2 separate regions of the Mus musculus genome follow, and region 2 is linked to region 1. A link is a contact called in public Hi-C data. All regions are on one chromosome and are shown on one strand. The core of a region is the stretch at or near the end of the contact, and the rest is flanking DNA. Distances in the headings are between cores, read along the strand shown.

Evidence for each region. Hi-C and Micro-C count contacts between places; a contact is called where the count stands out from the background.
Region 2: a contact with region 1 is called in a Hi-C map of bone marrow-derived macrophages, with 2.3 times the contacts expected there. The contact joins the enhancer-like site here to the promoter of Usp34 in region 1. A contact is called at or near these places in 3 of 39 promoter capture datasets (3T3-L1-derived adipocytes, the HPC-7 cell line and embryonic stem cells), 2 of 15 datasets of contacts at CTCF or cohesin (CD8 T cells and the NIH/3T3 cell line), 14 of 484 Hi-C or Micro-C datasets (the AML12 cell line, CD4 T cells, DN3 thymocytes and 9 more), 14 of 115 datasets of contacts at active chromatin or transcription factors (the 230-238 cell line, CD8 T cells, the HPC-7 cell line and 9 more) and 3 of 9 other capture datasets (adipose tissue, embryonic stem cells and pancreatic islet).

Annotation. Positions count from the first base shown.
Region 1 is chr11:23,302,753-23,309,861 of GRCm38.p6, forward strand. Usp34 (ubiquitin specific peptidase 34) reads left to right here and starts at 4,143. Exons shown (of 80, transcript NM_001190401.2): 1 at 4,143-4,264. The coding sequence starts at 4,222.
Region 2 is chr11:23,354,721-23,361,829 of GRCm38.p6, forward strand. It overlaps Usp34 (ubiquitin specific peptidase 34), which reads left to right. Exons shown (of 80, transcript NM_001190401.2): 9 at 125-206; 10 at 286-378; 11 at 6,559-6,684; 12 at 6,867-6,996. Among named protein-coding and RNA genes, the nearest start is that of Usp34, 51 kb to the left of the region's middle. Within about 2 kb of position 2,786, at least 3 of the 459 cell types and tissues checked have an H3K27ac peak or open chromatin away from gene starts, as enhancers often do. A contact at or near this core is called in bone marrow-derived macrophages, where this site is marked.

The sequences.
Region 1 (7,109 bases), core at 2,893-5,392:
TCTGAAGACAGCTACACTTACATATAATAAATAAATAAATCTAAAAAAATAAAAAAAAAGAGCTCAGCCATTCTCCAAACTTAAAACCTCATTTCATACATGTATTTAATTTAGGAAGCTTCTATAGTAGTAGGTTTCCATGTGGCCTTTGCCTTTTCTTTCTTTTCTCTCTGTCTTTCTCTCTCTCTCTCTCTCTCTCTCTCTTTCTTTCTTTCTTTCTTTCTTTTTTTCAAGACAGGGTTTCTCTGTGTAGCCCTGGCTGTCCTGGAACTCACAGTCCTGTAGACAAGGCTGGCCTCGAACTCAGAAATCCACCTGCCTCTGCTTTCCAAGTGCTGGGATTAAAGGCGTGCGCCACCATGCCAGTTTATCTCCCTCTTTTAAAGTCTCTTTCCCATCGCTTCTTACTAAACCCCTGAATTGTATGGATATTTCCAATGGAACAGATATGTCTGAATATTCAAAGCTAACATTCAGAAATGAGAGAAAATATACAATAGCAGTCTTTTGTAACATGTTAAAATTGTACACCTTTCAAGTTCACTGTCCATTAATGTGCTGGAAACTGACCAGGTCCTCTGTGAGAGCACTATGTACTTTGAACTACTTGATCCCAGTGTCCAGATCATTCATTGTTTTCTTTTTTTCCTTTTGGAGACAGGGTCTCTTACTGAATGTAAAGCCATTTTAGACAGTTGTCTCATCAACCACTGAACTTGAGGGATTTTCCTGCCTTGTTCCCTTTCCTCATCTCCCCAGGTTAGAGTTACAGGCATCTACTGTCACACTTAACATTTCCAAGGGTACTGGGGTTCCAAAGAGAGCTCACCATGCTTGTGCAGCAAGCATTTTGCTCCACGAGCCCTCTCCCCAGTCCTCTCCTCTGAGACAGTGTCATTATTTGCAGCCCCTTCATTTACAGGTTTTAATCACTAGGGCCCCTACACTCTATAATCTAAATGTTCACTATTTGTATTTACTAATCAAAGTTATTGAGCCCTGATGTAGATAATGGAATAACCATTCTTTCTACCAATAATTTTCCAGATTCTCAGATCATTTGTGTGTCTATGTATGTGTATTTTTGGGAATTGAACTGAGATAATATACATGTCAAGCAAGCTACCTAATTCTGAACTATATCCCAGCTTATTTCTTTTTGAGACACGGTTGTTTAAAGCAGTTTCAATGGCCTGGAACTCAGCATGTAAACCAGGAGGGTCAGATGTGTGACAATCCTGCTTCTGCTTCCCAAATACTGCAAGTATAGACTTTTACTACTATAGCGTGTATGCATTTATTTGTGTCACATAAGCATGTGCTACCAGACTGGTCAGAAAGTTTTATTTTTTTCACATAAGCAGTCTAAGGTTAGACACTTGGTCAAACAAAGCAGAAGAGACACAGATTTACTTATTTATTTATTTCCAAGATAGGATTTCCTCATGTAGCCGGGTTGTTCTGGAACTCATTCTCTAGACCAGGCTGTCCTTGAGCTTAGAAATCTGTCTACCTCTGGCTCCTGAGTGCTAGGATTAAAGTGTGTACCACCTCTGCCTAGTTAGTGGCCCAGATTTTATTACCCTGTATATCAATTTTAAGGTTAGCTTTTATCCTATTTGTAACTTCAATGTTCAGGGGTTTGTGGGTAAAGTATAGCTGTATATAGTGACACCTGCTTGTAATTCCAGTCCCTAGAAGGCAGAAGCATGAGGAATTTGAATTCTATGTCAGCATGGGCTAACAAAGCAAAAGTGCATCTCAAAAAAGTACTACACCAATACTAAAAAAAAGCCTTTATATTTTCAATTAATTTCCATATTTAAATTATGTTTCAGGCATAGAACAACCCTAGAAATACCAGGTTACCAAGACTTAGTTTAAAACAACTTAAAAATATTTCTTAGATAGTGGGTCTTTTTCAAATCAAGGTTCATTGATGGCATTTCAAAAAACCTGGGATGTACTGGGAGAAAAAAAAAAAGATTGTTAAGAGGGCTGACAAAGGTTAGCCTGAAGGTGATGTCTGCTGAGTCAATAATCATTGATAGGAAGACTCTAAGTGGGGAGAGGATGGGAGAAGGATGAAGGGAAAACAGCTACACAACTCACAAAGCTCATAGGAAATAACAGGAATAGGTTGGAGTGAAACTTTATAGCGCCGTGCAAAAACAGCATGAAGTTAGAAGCAGTTCTAGTGCACAGAAAAAGTGTGACACACCTTGACAAGACATCGTAGAAGATTAATACCGGGGCCCTCATTAACATGTGCTCAAGTTTTGGTTTGGGGTCATGCACATGACCTTTCAGACTTTGTTGTCATATCCCTGTGGAAGTATCTTAGAAACAGAAATTAGTGAAGGTAAAAACTAACACTAAGTTGTCCTGTAAAAATTGTTTAAAAAATTACTCTTTTTTTTTTTGCCTTAATGTATGTATGTATGTATGTATGTATGTATGTATGTGTGTGTGTGTGCTAGGAGTGTGGACGGTGACCGCAGAAGTCTGAAGAGGGATTCGAATGCCCTGGAACAGGATATAGATGGTTATGAGCACCATGTGGGTGCTGGGAATTGAATCTGGATCCTCCGCAAGAGTTTCAAGTGCTCTTATTGCTGAGCCATCTTTCTGAGCTTCTAGTTCTTTTTTTTTTTTTTTTTTTTTTTTAAGATTTATTTATTTATTATATATGTAAGTACACTGTAGCTGTCTTCAGACGCACCAGAAGAGGGCATCAGATCTCATTACGGGTGGTTGTGAGCCACCATGTGGTTGCTGGGATTTGAACTTCGGACCTTCGAAAGAGCAGTCGGGTGCTCTTACCCACTGAGCCATCTCACCAGCCCGAGCTTCTAGTTCTTAATGCAATACCAAACTTAAGTTGGGTGTCCCTTTCACTTGTTTTCCACTCCTGGCTCCATTTCTTTTGGCACTGGGCAAATGGGGTTATAAAAGTCGCTCAGGCTGCCTTCGAACTCGGAGCAACCCTCCTGCCTGCATTTAGGAAGTACTGTCGTAAACCATCACGCCAGGCTTCGTTCCTCACGGTACTAGCTCTCGCTGTCTCTCTCTGATGAAAAAGCCTAATAGAGCGTTTCCGATGAAGAATGAATGGGTAGACACACACGTTGTAAGACCTCGTGCGTAAAAACGAGGTGTCACGGTTTCTCAACCGCGCCATTTCTAGTCCTGTCAAGGTGTTTCACTGCTGAGGATCCATGAGCCTCACAGAACCGCACGGCTGAGATAAACAGGGATTCAGGTTAAGACGCGCCCTGGGCTGTTCCATTCTCCCGAAGCCAGGTGGGGAGCGAGCCGCGGCGTTGCCAGCATCTGCTGACCCGCGGCCGTCTCCACCCTCAAAGTACCCGAAGGACAGGCAAACTTCACCGCTTCCCCTCGGGGGTGCGGGAGATCAGGAGGCGCCGCGCCGCGGCAGGGGACGGGGCGGGCCATCCGTCGCGGCTCCGGCCGAGTCTCCCGGAGCGCGGAGCCCGTAGGGGCGGGAGAGGCCGCGTACCCGCGACCCGCCCGCAGCCTCCGCCATCTTCCACTCACCCGCCTCCCCCCGCGGCGGCGGGCGGCGCGCTCCCCTTCCGGCCGCTGACAGAGATCCGGCTGGGCGGGGAGGGCGAGCGCGCACAGGGGGTGGACCGAGGGCGGGGAGGCCGGACGGAAGAGGAAAGGGAGGGCGGCCAGCGGCTCCGGCAGGGCGTGCGGCGTGTGTGCGGAGAGAGGCGGAGGGCGGGGGCAGCGAGGAGGGCGGAGGAATGAGTGCGCGAGGCGCCTCTCTTCGGCTCCTTCGCCTGGGCGGAAAGAGCCGAGCGCAGCCCGAGCGCTCCATTAAAATGGCGGCGGCGGCGGCGGTGGCCGCGGCGTCTGGTCGGTGGTGAAGTGACTCTGCTGCTTCTCTCCCCACCCACCCCTCCCTCTCCCCTCCCCCGTCCTTCCCCCTTCCCCCGCCGCCGGCGCCTAGGCGCCCCTGAGGCCTGCGCTCCCCTCGCCCCCCTCCTCGCCCCCGCCCGCTCCCGCTCCCGGGCCCGCCGGCCCCCTCCCCCACCCGCGGCTCCCCGCCCCGTCCTCGCCGCCGCCGCCCGCCCTCGTCGCTTCCCCGCCCCGCCGGCAGGCCGGCCCCCTCCCCTGCCTCCGTCCCCTCCCCCCCGCCGGTCGGGATCAGTCAGCGCGATCCTAAGCGGGGGAGGGGGGGGCGGCGGCCGAACGATGTGCGAGAACTGCGCAGACCTGGTGGAGGTGTTAAATGAAAGTAAGTCGCCGGGTAGGGGACCCGTCGGGGTGCACGGTTTGGGGGTCCCTGGGCTGTGCTCTCCCGCCTTGCCTGCCTTCCCGGCCTGCGGGCTGCGGCGACCGGGCCGGCCCGGCGTACGGGCCTGTGTGCCCGGGAAGGTGCGTGGTGGCGGCGGCCGTCGCGGCGCCTCGGGCCCAGGCCGCCGGGTTACCTGGGCGCCCGAGAGGCCGCGGCGCAGCCCCGGCCGGGTCCGGCTTGGGCGGTCTCGGAAAGTTTCCTCATTACAGGTGTCAATTAATGAAGGCACTAATGAGCCCTTCCGCCCCTTTCCCCCTTCGAGGAAGGTGTGGGGAGGTGGGGTCGGAGGACTAGGCTTTGCTCTGCAGTCCGAGCCTCAGGGCCGCCCTCTTTGATTTCCAGCGTGCTGGGGAGGCCTCGCTTACCTGCTAATTTTCGTTAAAGTCCGTGGGAGAAGGGTGGTGATTTTTCCATCCCTTGAGGGTGTGTGGGTGTATTCAATCCATCTGCCAGCCCTTAAATAGCAGAAATTGAACTGCAATAGTGATGATTGGAACCGTCTTACCTTAATTAAAAATAAAGGTGATAGTATTTCTTTAGTACCATTCGTCGTTTAAGTAGTAAAGTCTATTATAAGGAGATCTCTACCAACGACAACCACCCCGAGTTAGTCATGGTCTGTCTCTGAAAATGAGAGGCCTTACTCCTTATTCTTTATTATTGTATTACATATTTTATTTTTGGCCTTGCAAGATTGCATTTCTGCTTAAGAAACAGGGAATATTGCACGTCAGCCACTTGTGGGCCCAGAGGTGGTTTAGATGAAAAGATAATTTACACAAACTTGATTTGTGACAAATATTCATTTGAGGTATTGGAATTTATATTCAGTGTGATATTTTGACAGATTTCGAAACTACTTATTCCTTTTAATTCATTCATTTAAAAAGTCTATTTGTAGATTGTAATTCCCTTTTGGTTGCTTAATTTTTACTTTATTATGTGCTTGAGTTTCACTTTAATGGCTAAAAGGTTTATAATTTATTTTCAGCTATGTATTTAGTTCCTGACAGATTAAAGTAGGTGTTTTGTATATATTCAAACTACATTTTCCCATATCTGTGTCATCCTACATTTTCCTAGTATTTTATAAGGTTATTCCTATTTTGACATAAATTTCATTCTTGGTAGAAGTGATATGGTAAACATAGTTCCTTAGTACTTATTTCAGTAAAACATTTTGTATCTTAGAAATACATTGATGATTGTGACTCTCTGTTCTCCAACTTGAAAGTACTTAATTGTTTAGTATACTTTAGGAAAAATAGTTTGGGAGAAGTGATTTAAAGATTCTGTAGGTATGTGTGTGTCTGTTTACAGATATATTCCTGTGAGTGCAGCTGCCCAAGTAAGCATCAGGTCCCCTGGAGCTGGAGTTGCAGCAGATGTGAGCTGCCCCAGATGTGAGCTGCCCCATGTAGGTGCTGAGAACTGAACCCAGGTCCTCTGGAAGAGCAGCAAGTGCTCTTAACTACACTGAGCCATCTCTCCAGCCCCCTTAGGGTGTGATTTAAAACATTTTAAGCCTAACTAGGAATGTTGTAAACATAGTATCTAAAGAAAATTTACTTGAGAAGAGATGACCTTTGCATGGTATAGATAGATACTCTTTTTAAGGGCTGGTGACATCTCTCAGGGGAGTGGGTTTACTCCAGGGTCCCCACATTCTCACACACATGCATGTAAGTTAGTAATAAAAAGGTGTTATGATTGTCTTGAAATTGTGTCAGTCAGTGTTTCCCAAAGGTACTTACTTATATGCTTAGTGTTTTCTTTAAGGCTCATTGGAAAATCAGCCTTCAATCATCTCAGGAGATATATATATTTTTAAACCACCGTAGTTGTCTTAAATGCTTTCATATGTAGTGAGATGTTGTTTCAAAACTGTATTTTCACTGCGGTCCCCCCCCCCCCCCCCCCGCCACCCCAAGTATGATACTGAGTTCTTGAGGACAGGACAGATTCTACTTCACTGTGGTAATTAATGTTTGCCAGTGTGCAAGATGGATGGAGCTTCAGGATGAACATGGTGGTTGAACTGGGACTAAAACTCGTTGAATTAGCCTGGCCTGCTAGTACAGGCTTGTTTGTAATCCCAGCTACTCAGGAAGCTGAGGCAGGGCTACCACAAGGTCAAGGATCTTTCTGGGCTACAAGATGAGTTTGTCTCAAAATAAAAAGTAAGAGTGCTTGGCATACAGCTCAGTGGTAGTGTTTGCCTAGTGTGGGTGAAGCCAGCACTTCAGCCCCCAGGAATGCCCCCCCCCAACAAAAACAACAAAGAAAATCAGGGATTTTTTTTTTTAAATTTTAGATTTTTAAATTTAATTTTATATGTATAAGTGTACCAGATGCATGCCCGTGTGCCCTCAGAGTCAGAAGGAGCATCAGATCCCTTAGAGTTCTAGAAAATCAGCTTTAAAATTGAAGTGTGTTATATGTCTTCTTGTAATTTCATTTGCTAATTATGTATTGGCTATCTTTTTCTTCCCCGTTGCTTGTGCAAAGATGACTATTCAACCAGGATTCAAAGTTCAGAAATCAATTCCTCAAACCATTTGCGTTTTTTTTTTTTTTTTCCTGTTTGTTTTTTGAGACAGGGTCTTTCTCTCTCTGCCCCTGACTCCAGGGACTCACTGTGTAGACCAGACTGGCTCAGTTCATAGAGATACACCTGCCTCTGTCTCTTGAGTGCTGCTCTTAAAGGTGTGTAGTGGCAATTTATTTATTATTAAGGGGCTCAAATGCAAATTTATTAAGGAAAAGAGAACTTGAGATTGGAAGA
Region 2 (7,109 bases), core at 1,536-4,035, 51 kb after region 1:
TTTCAGTGTAGTTATGATTTGTAGTATTGTACTTTTTTTTTAAAATTTGTACTATATGGAAGTTTTTCTGGTGTCTTTATGGGAAAAGGCTTTAAATAATATTTTTTCAATCATTTGGTTCTAGGTCCATTGCAAAAGAACTTGCAGACTGGCTTATTAGCAACAATGTAGTAGAACATATATTTGGACCAAATTTACATATTGAGGTTTGTAGACAATTGTTTCTTTTTCTTAATTATATAGAGAGGCTTTAAAAAGTAACTATACCAAATTTTCCTCTTGTAGATTATTAAACAGTGCCAAGTGATTTTGAATTTCTTGGCAGCAGAGGGACGACTGAGTACTCAGCATATTGACTGCATTTGGGCTGCAGCACAGGTAACACTAACATTTCTTATTTAATGTTTTGTTTGTAATGCTTCAAATGCTACTATTTTATAAAAGGAGACCAAGATATGGGGAAGATATGGCAGGAACTCTGAGGTTTCAGTTGAGTCTGTGTGTTCTTATGTTATTGATAGAATATAGGATATTAGAATCATTAGAACTGAAGGCTCAAGCCGCACAGTCGTGGCGCATGTCTGTAATCCCAGCACTTGGGAGGCAGAGGCAGGCAGATTTCTGAGTTCGAGGCCAGCCTGGTCTACAGAATGAGTTCCAAACCAGCCAGGGCTACACAGAGAAGCCCTGTCTCGGAAAAACAAAAAAAACAAAAAAAACAAAAAAATGTATGTTACATATGGCTGGAGAGATGGCTCAGAGGTTAGGAACACTTGCTACTGGGGGACTGATGTGTTGGTTCCCAAACCTACACATCAGCTAACTCACAAATGTTTGTAAGCTGTGTTTCAGAGAATCTGACACCTATTCTGGCTTCTGAAAGCACTCACACATAGGTGGCATCTCCTAAACAGAAACACAGACACACACACATACACACACATACACACACATACACACACACACCCATAAAAAAACAAAAGCAGAACAAAAACCAAAGACCCAAGAGTCATTCCCTTAGTTTCTACATGGTATTGGCCCTAAATCCCGGTGAATACCAAATGGATTTGGCACTTTCCATGCACCTTAGTGTCTGAGACAGCTTTTCTTATCCTTAGTGCTGTCGGACATATGTACACATTGCTTGCTCTCTCTCTCTCTCTGGCTCTGTGTGTGTGTGTGTGTGTGTGTGTGTGTATGTATGCTGGGATTATAGGCATATGCTAACAGCTTAAAACCAAGAATCTGTTTAGTCAGCCTGTCTCTCTTGTCTGTCTCTGTCTGTCTATTCTGTCATTGTATATTTTTCAAGAGATTTATTTTTAATTTATATGGAATATTGTCAGATCTCCTGGAACCAGAGTTATAGGCAGTTGTGAGCTTCTGTGTTGGTGCTGGGTGCTGAACCTAGGCACTCCTCAAGAAGAGTATGTGCTATTAATCAGGGAGCCATCTCTCTAGCCAGTTAATACTCTTTTTAAGACTGTGATGTGTCATTATTTAGGTGGAAAATAATTAATGAATTCCCATTTACGGACATATTTTCTCCTAGTCATTCTGTTATAAATTAGAATAAGATAGTATCTGATGGTTATTCCTGACTTGTACAAAACTTCTGTATAGGACCAATACCTACTGAAGTAGAAGTAATACACTAAAGTAGATAGATGCTTTTCTTGGGAGTACTAATAGGTCAGTGCCACTTTTTCCTTACTTTTTGTATTGTCATTAAGCTTCATTTTTATTTTTATTTTTTTTGCAAATTTGATGGATGAGAAGACATTAGTATTTTATTTTGCATTTATTGTATTATGAATGAGGTTGATAGTTTTTATTTTCTGTGACTATCTGTTTATATTCTTTGATGTTTATTAGTTGCCTTGTTTGATTATTCTTTTTAAACATTTATTTGAGAGAGAGGGCTCATATGGCATGGCACACACATGAAGTCAAAGGACAGCTTGTGCGAGTTGGTTCTTACCACCTACTGAGATTCCACTTAGTGGAGGATGTCTTTACCCACTGAATCCATCTTAGTGGCCCACCCTTTGATTGTGTGTGTGTGTGTGTGTGTGTGTGTGTATGAGTGAGTCATATCCAAACCCAGTGTCTCCTGTATCTGTTTCTTTGGGGTTTCTTAGGTCATAAATATTTTTTGATTTTGATTGCTTTTATCCTGGAATATTTTTCTTCCCACATCAATTATGACAATTTTGCTAGGTATAGTAGCCTGAGTTGGTGATTGTGGTCATTTGGAACCTGAATTTGTATTTCTGTGCCTGTCTGAATTTTAAGATTTCTGTTACTGTGATAGGGCTGCATTTGTATGTGTCTTGTAACTCTCCATTTTTTAAAAAAATTCTTTATATTTAGTGTTTTGAGTATATGATGTGGAGTTTTCATTTTGTCTTGTTTGTTTCTGGTCCTGTGTATTTTCTGCTGCTCTGTATGTCTCTTGTACATGAATGGACCTTTTCTAACATCTAATGTTTGGGAATGTTTCATTTGTTTATATTGAAAATATTTTCTATCTTTTATATTCTTTTTTTAGTTTAACTTCCTTTTTTTTTAAAAAACTTTTTATTTATTTATTGTATGTTAAGTACACTTTTGCTGTCTTCAGACACTCCAGAAGAGGGCGCCAGATCTCGTTACAGATGGTTGTGAGCCACCATGTGGTTGCTGGGATTTGAACTTCGGACCTTCAGAAGAGCAGTCGGGTGCTCTTACCCACTGAGCCATCTCACCAGCCCTTAACTTCCTTTTTTAGTTTAATCCCAGACATTACAGTACCGTTCCTTCCCCTTTCCTTCTATGTTCTATATTAATAGATTTGGTTTTTTTTTGTATTTACTATTCATAGTTTTAAAAGCCTTTTTTTTTTTTTTTTTTTTTAACTCAAATTCAGCTCTTACTCCAGCTTCTCCCTTAAGCCTGATTGCCTGTCCTCTCTCTTTGTCCATTTTGACTATGAGGCTTTCTAGTGACTTTTGTTTTCATTAGTGAATTTTGTTTTTAGCATCATTTAGTTTCTTTCTCAATATTTGTATCTCTTTTATTGAACTTCATTTTTATATTCTGTATTGGCTTCTTTATTCCATTTCAGTGTGTGCTATTTTGAAAGCTATACAGAAGTTTATGCTTTTTCATTTCTTTCATTTATCACTTATTCTTTTAATTCTTTGGAATTTTGTCTAAGCAACCATTATTTTAGGCTATTGGGGATGGGACTGGTAGATTTTGGAGAAGTGTTGTGATCTTGTCTTCTTTGAACACACTGTTTTTGTTTCTCTGAAATAGATTTGGAGTTAATTATTCCAGTTAATGCAAACTTTAAGCCTAGGCTAAGAGAGAGCCATGCTCAGGCAGAAAGTTAGATGGACCTGAGAATAGGTTGTGGCCTGCTCAAGGTGGGTTGCCTCTCAGCCTTTGAATTTTATTTACTTTGTTTTGTTTTCTGTGTGTAGATATTTTGCCTCTATGTACCATTTGCATGCCTGCTTCTCATAGAGGCCAGAAAGGACTGTAGGATCCCCTGGAACTAGAATTACAGAAGGTTGTGAGCTACCATGTGGTTGGCAGGAGTCAAACTCTCTGGAAGAGCAGCTGGTGGTCTTAACCACTGAGTCATTCCTCCAGCTCATAATTTAAATTATTTTGACTTCTTTTGTATAAGCTTTCAACCAATTCATCCCCATTTGGTGGTTATTAATGTATCCTTATTAATTTCAGGAGAAGGGACTCACTTTGCCTTGGTTTTTTTATGTATTTGCTTTGTGGAGAAGTTATTTCGGATTTTTTGGTTTTCTTTTAATTCTGAATCTGTGGTGTATTCATGTGTATATGTGTTCATTTACCTGTAGTTATATGCAGAAGGATATTCATGTGTATATGTGTTCATTTACCTGTAGTTATATGCAGAAGGATATTCATGTGTATATGTGTTCATTTACCTATAGTTATATGCAGAAGGATATTCATGTATATATGTGTTCATTTACCTGTAGTTATATGCAGAAGGATATTCATGTATATATGTGTTCATTTACCTGTAGTTATATGCAGAAGGATATTCACATGAAGGCCTGAAGGCTGTATGAGGTGTATTTTTTTCTCACACTCTACCTGTGACCTGTCCATCCATCCTCCCGCCCTCCCTTCTTCCTTTTTTGATGCATGGTTTTTTAATTTAATCTAGAGCTCACTTAATCAGGTATACTAACCTGGCCAGCAATCCCTGGGGGTTCTCATATCTTTTCGCTGATTTTAGGATTACTGGTGTACTCGCACTACTATGTCTGTTTTTTTATATGGATGCTTGGGATCTGAACTCAGGTTTTCATGCTTGGGTTGTCTATGTGTGCTCTATTGACTGGATCCTTTGCAAGAGTCATAAGTGTTCTTAACCCACTGAGCCATCTCTCCAGCCCTGGAATTTTTTCTTGTAGCTCATACCTATCTCTAAACTGCCATAGTGTGTTTTGGGAAGTACCCCAATAAAAGTGTATTTTTCCATTTCAGCTATTGTAATTTTGATCTTTTTAACTTTTTGTTATGTAATTTTCCTACTGGTGATCTTTGTTCAAACACTGTATTCTTGAAGGATTTATTTTTTAATCCCTTTTGTTTGACTGTTGGGGAGGACATATGTATGGAGGTCAGAGAACAAATTGCAGAAATCAGTTCTCTCCTTACACTGTGTAGGTATTGAGGATTGAACTCAGGTTCTCAGGCTTGGTCTCTGGAAGGGGTGTGTGTGTGTGTGTGTGTGTGTGTGTGTGTGTGTTTACTAAAAGAGGTGAGGATTGAAAAAGAAAGACAGACAAAATGATCACATGACTCCACCCACACTGAGGCTGAAGCAGCTTTCTGCCTCTCCAGCCTGCTTTATATCATTCCAGGTACATCTAAAAACATGGTCAGTTCTTAGATCAAAAAGTAATCAAGTGAAGTAGTGAACAAGGAGATCACACAAGAAAGTAATAAGCCAAAGGACTCCACGAGGTAATAAGCAAAGTAGCAAGCAAAGAGATCACATAGGCAGTAACTCAGCAAAGCAGGAAACAAAGCCCCATGGTCTCTGTTTCTGACATTCTTATCTGTGTGAGCCCAGTGACAAATGCCAGATTCCCATGTCACCAAAAGCTCTCAACAGATAGGTATAGCTCTTAAAGGCCCCCATGTGTGTGAGGAGGAGGAACAGGTTTATGATGTAGCCCTGGCTGGCCTGGAACTTGATCTGTAGACCAGGCTGGTCTGGAAATCACAAGTTCATCTCCCTTTGCCTCTCAAGTGTTGGGATTAAGGGTGTGTGCCACCCATGTGCTTTTGAAAGGTTTTATAGGGGCTGGAGAGATGGCTCAGCAGTTAAGAGCACTGACTGCTCTTCCAAAGGTCCTGAGTTCAAATCCCAGCAACCACATGGTGGCTCACAACCATCTGTAATGGGATCTGATGCCCTCTTCTGGTGTGTCTGAAGACAGCTACAGTGTACTTGTATAAATATAATAAATAAATCTTTAAAAAAAAAAAGAAAAGAAAGGTTTTATAGTAGAGGTGTTGAAAAGTCTTTGTCCAGATGCTCTAATGATGGTAAGCCTTTTGAAAGTCGAATTCTCCTCTCCCCTCCCCTCCCCTCCCCATTACATTTATTACATGGTTAATATTACATTTTTGTTGTATATTTAAGATTTCTACTTTTTATTAAACAGATTTTTTTCTATCATTTGGTTTAGTCTTGAATTATTTTGATAAGAATTTCTAGTATGTTCTTTAGAAATTGTTGACTATCTGTAATACTCTGATAATCAGAATATAATCTACCTGAAAGCATTTTGGAATATAATCTACCTGAAAGCATTTTGCTTGTTACATTTTTGTTGGTGTTGTTTTCTCAAATCAGTTTTTTAAACATTTTATGTAATATTTTATGTGTATGCATGTTTTGCCTAAATGTATGTCTGTGCACTACATGTGTGCAATGTCTACCAGAGGCCAAAAGAGGGGTTTGGATTCCCATGGGACTGGAGATACACTGCCATATGGGTGCTGACAATTAAGTTCTGGACTCTGGAGGTGCAGCCAGGTGCTCTTAGCTGCTGAGCCATTTCTTTAGCCTCTGTTCTTGGTTTTAATTGTCTATATTATAGCCATTATTTTTAGTATTGGGTACCAAACCCAGGTTTTATATATTTCCCCAATCTCTTCTAGGTTTTTTTTTTTTTGTTGTTGTTGTTGTTATTGTTTTGTTTTTGTTTTTGTTTTTAATGTTAATGCCATTGATATTAGGAATTCTCAAAACTTAGATATTATTTGTTTTTTGTTGTTGTTGTTTTTTGTTTTTGTTTTCTTGACTAAAAGTTAGTTGTAGTTTGTTTGGTTTATATAAGTCAGTTAAATTTTGCTTTTAATTAAAAAAAATAGTACTATTTATGCTATCCAGTAATTATTCTTTTTTCCAATGTATGAAATGCTTGTTGACTTTACAACCTGGCTTTTTTATGTCATTTAATTAGTTTACTTTGGGCAATTTGTTAAATGTTTGTCTTTTTATTTTAGCTGAAGCACTGTAGTCGATATATTCATGACTTATTCCCTTCACTCATCAAGAATCTGGATCCTGTGCCACTTAGACATTTACTTAATCTGGTCTCAGCTCTTGAACCAGGTGTTCATACTGAACAGGTAAGACATTGAGAATATACCGGTATGTTTTGTTTTCTGCACAATGAGGATTTTGCTTAGTTGTTAAGATAACTTCACTTTTAATTAATGTACTGTTTTAATATCATTTAGATTTTTAAAAATATGTTAAATTTTTTTATATGTCTGCCCCAGAGCTTCTAACCGTAATCTCTCTCTTTTAGACACTGTACTTGGCATCCATGTTAATTAAAGCTTTGTGGAATAATGCACTTGCAGCTAAGGCTCAGCTGTCTAAACAGAGTTCTTTTGCATCTTTATTAAACACTAATATGCCCATTGGAAACAAGAAAGGTTAGTCAAGCATATTGTACCACAATAAGATGTACCACATTTTGAATTTATTACTAAGGTGTCAAGTATTTTCTACTAGTACATTTTGTACACTCCTATCTGAATATTCAAAA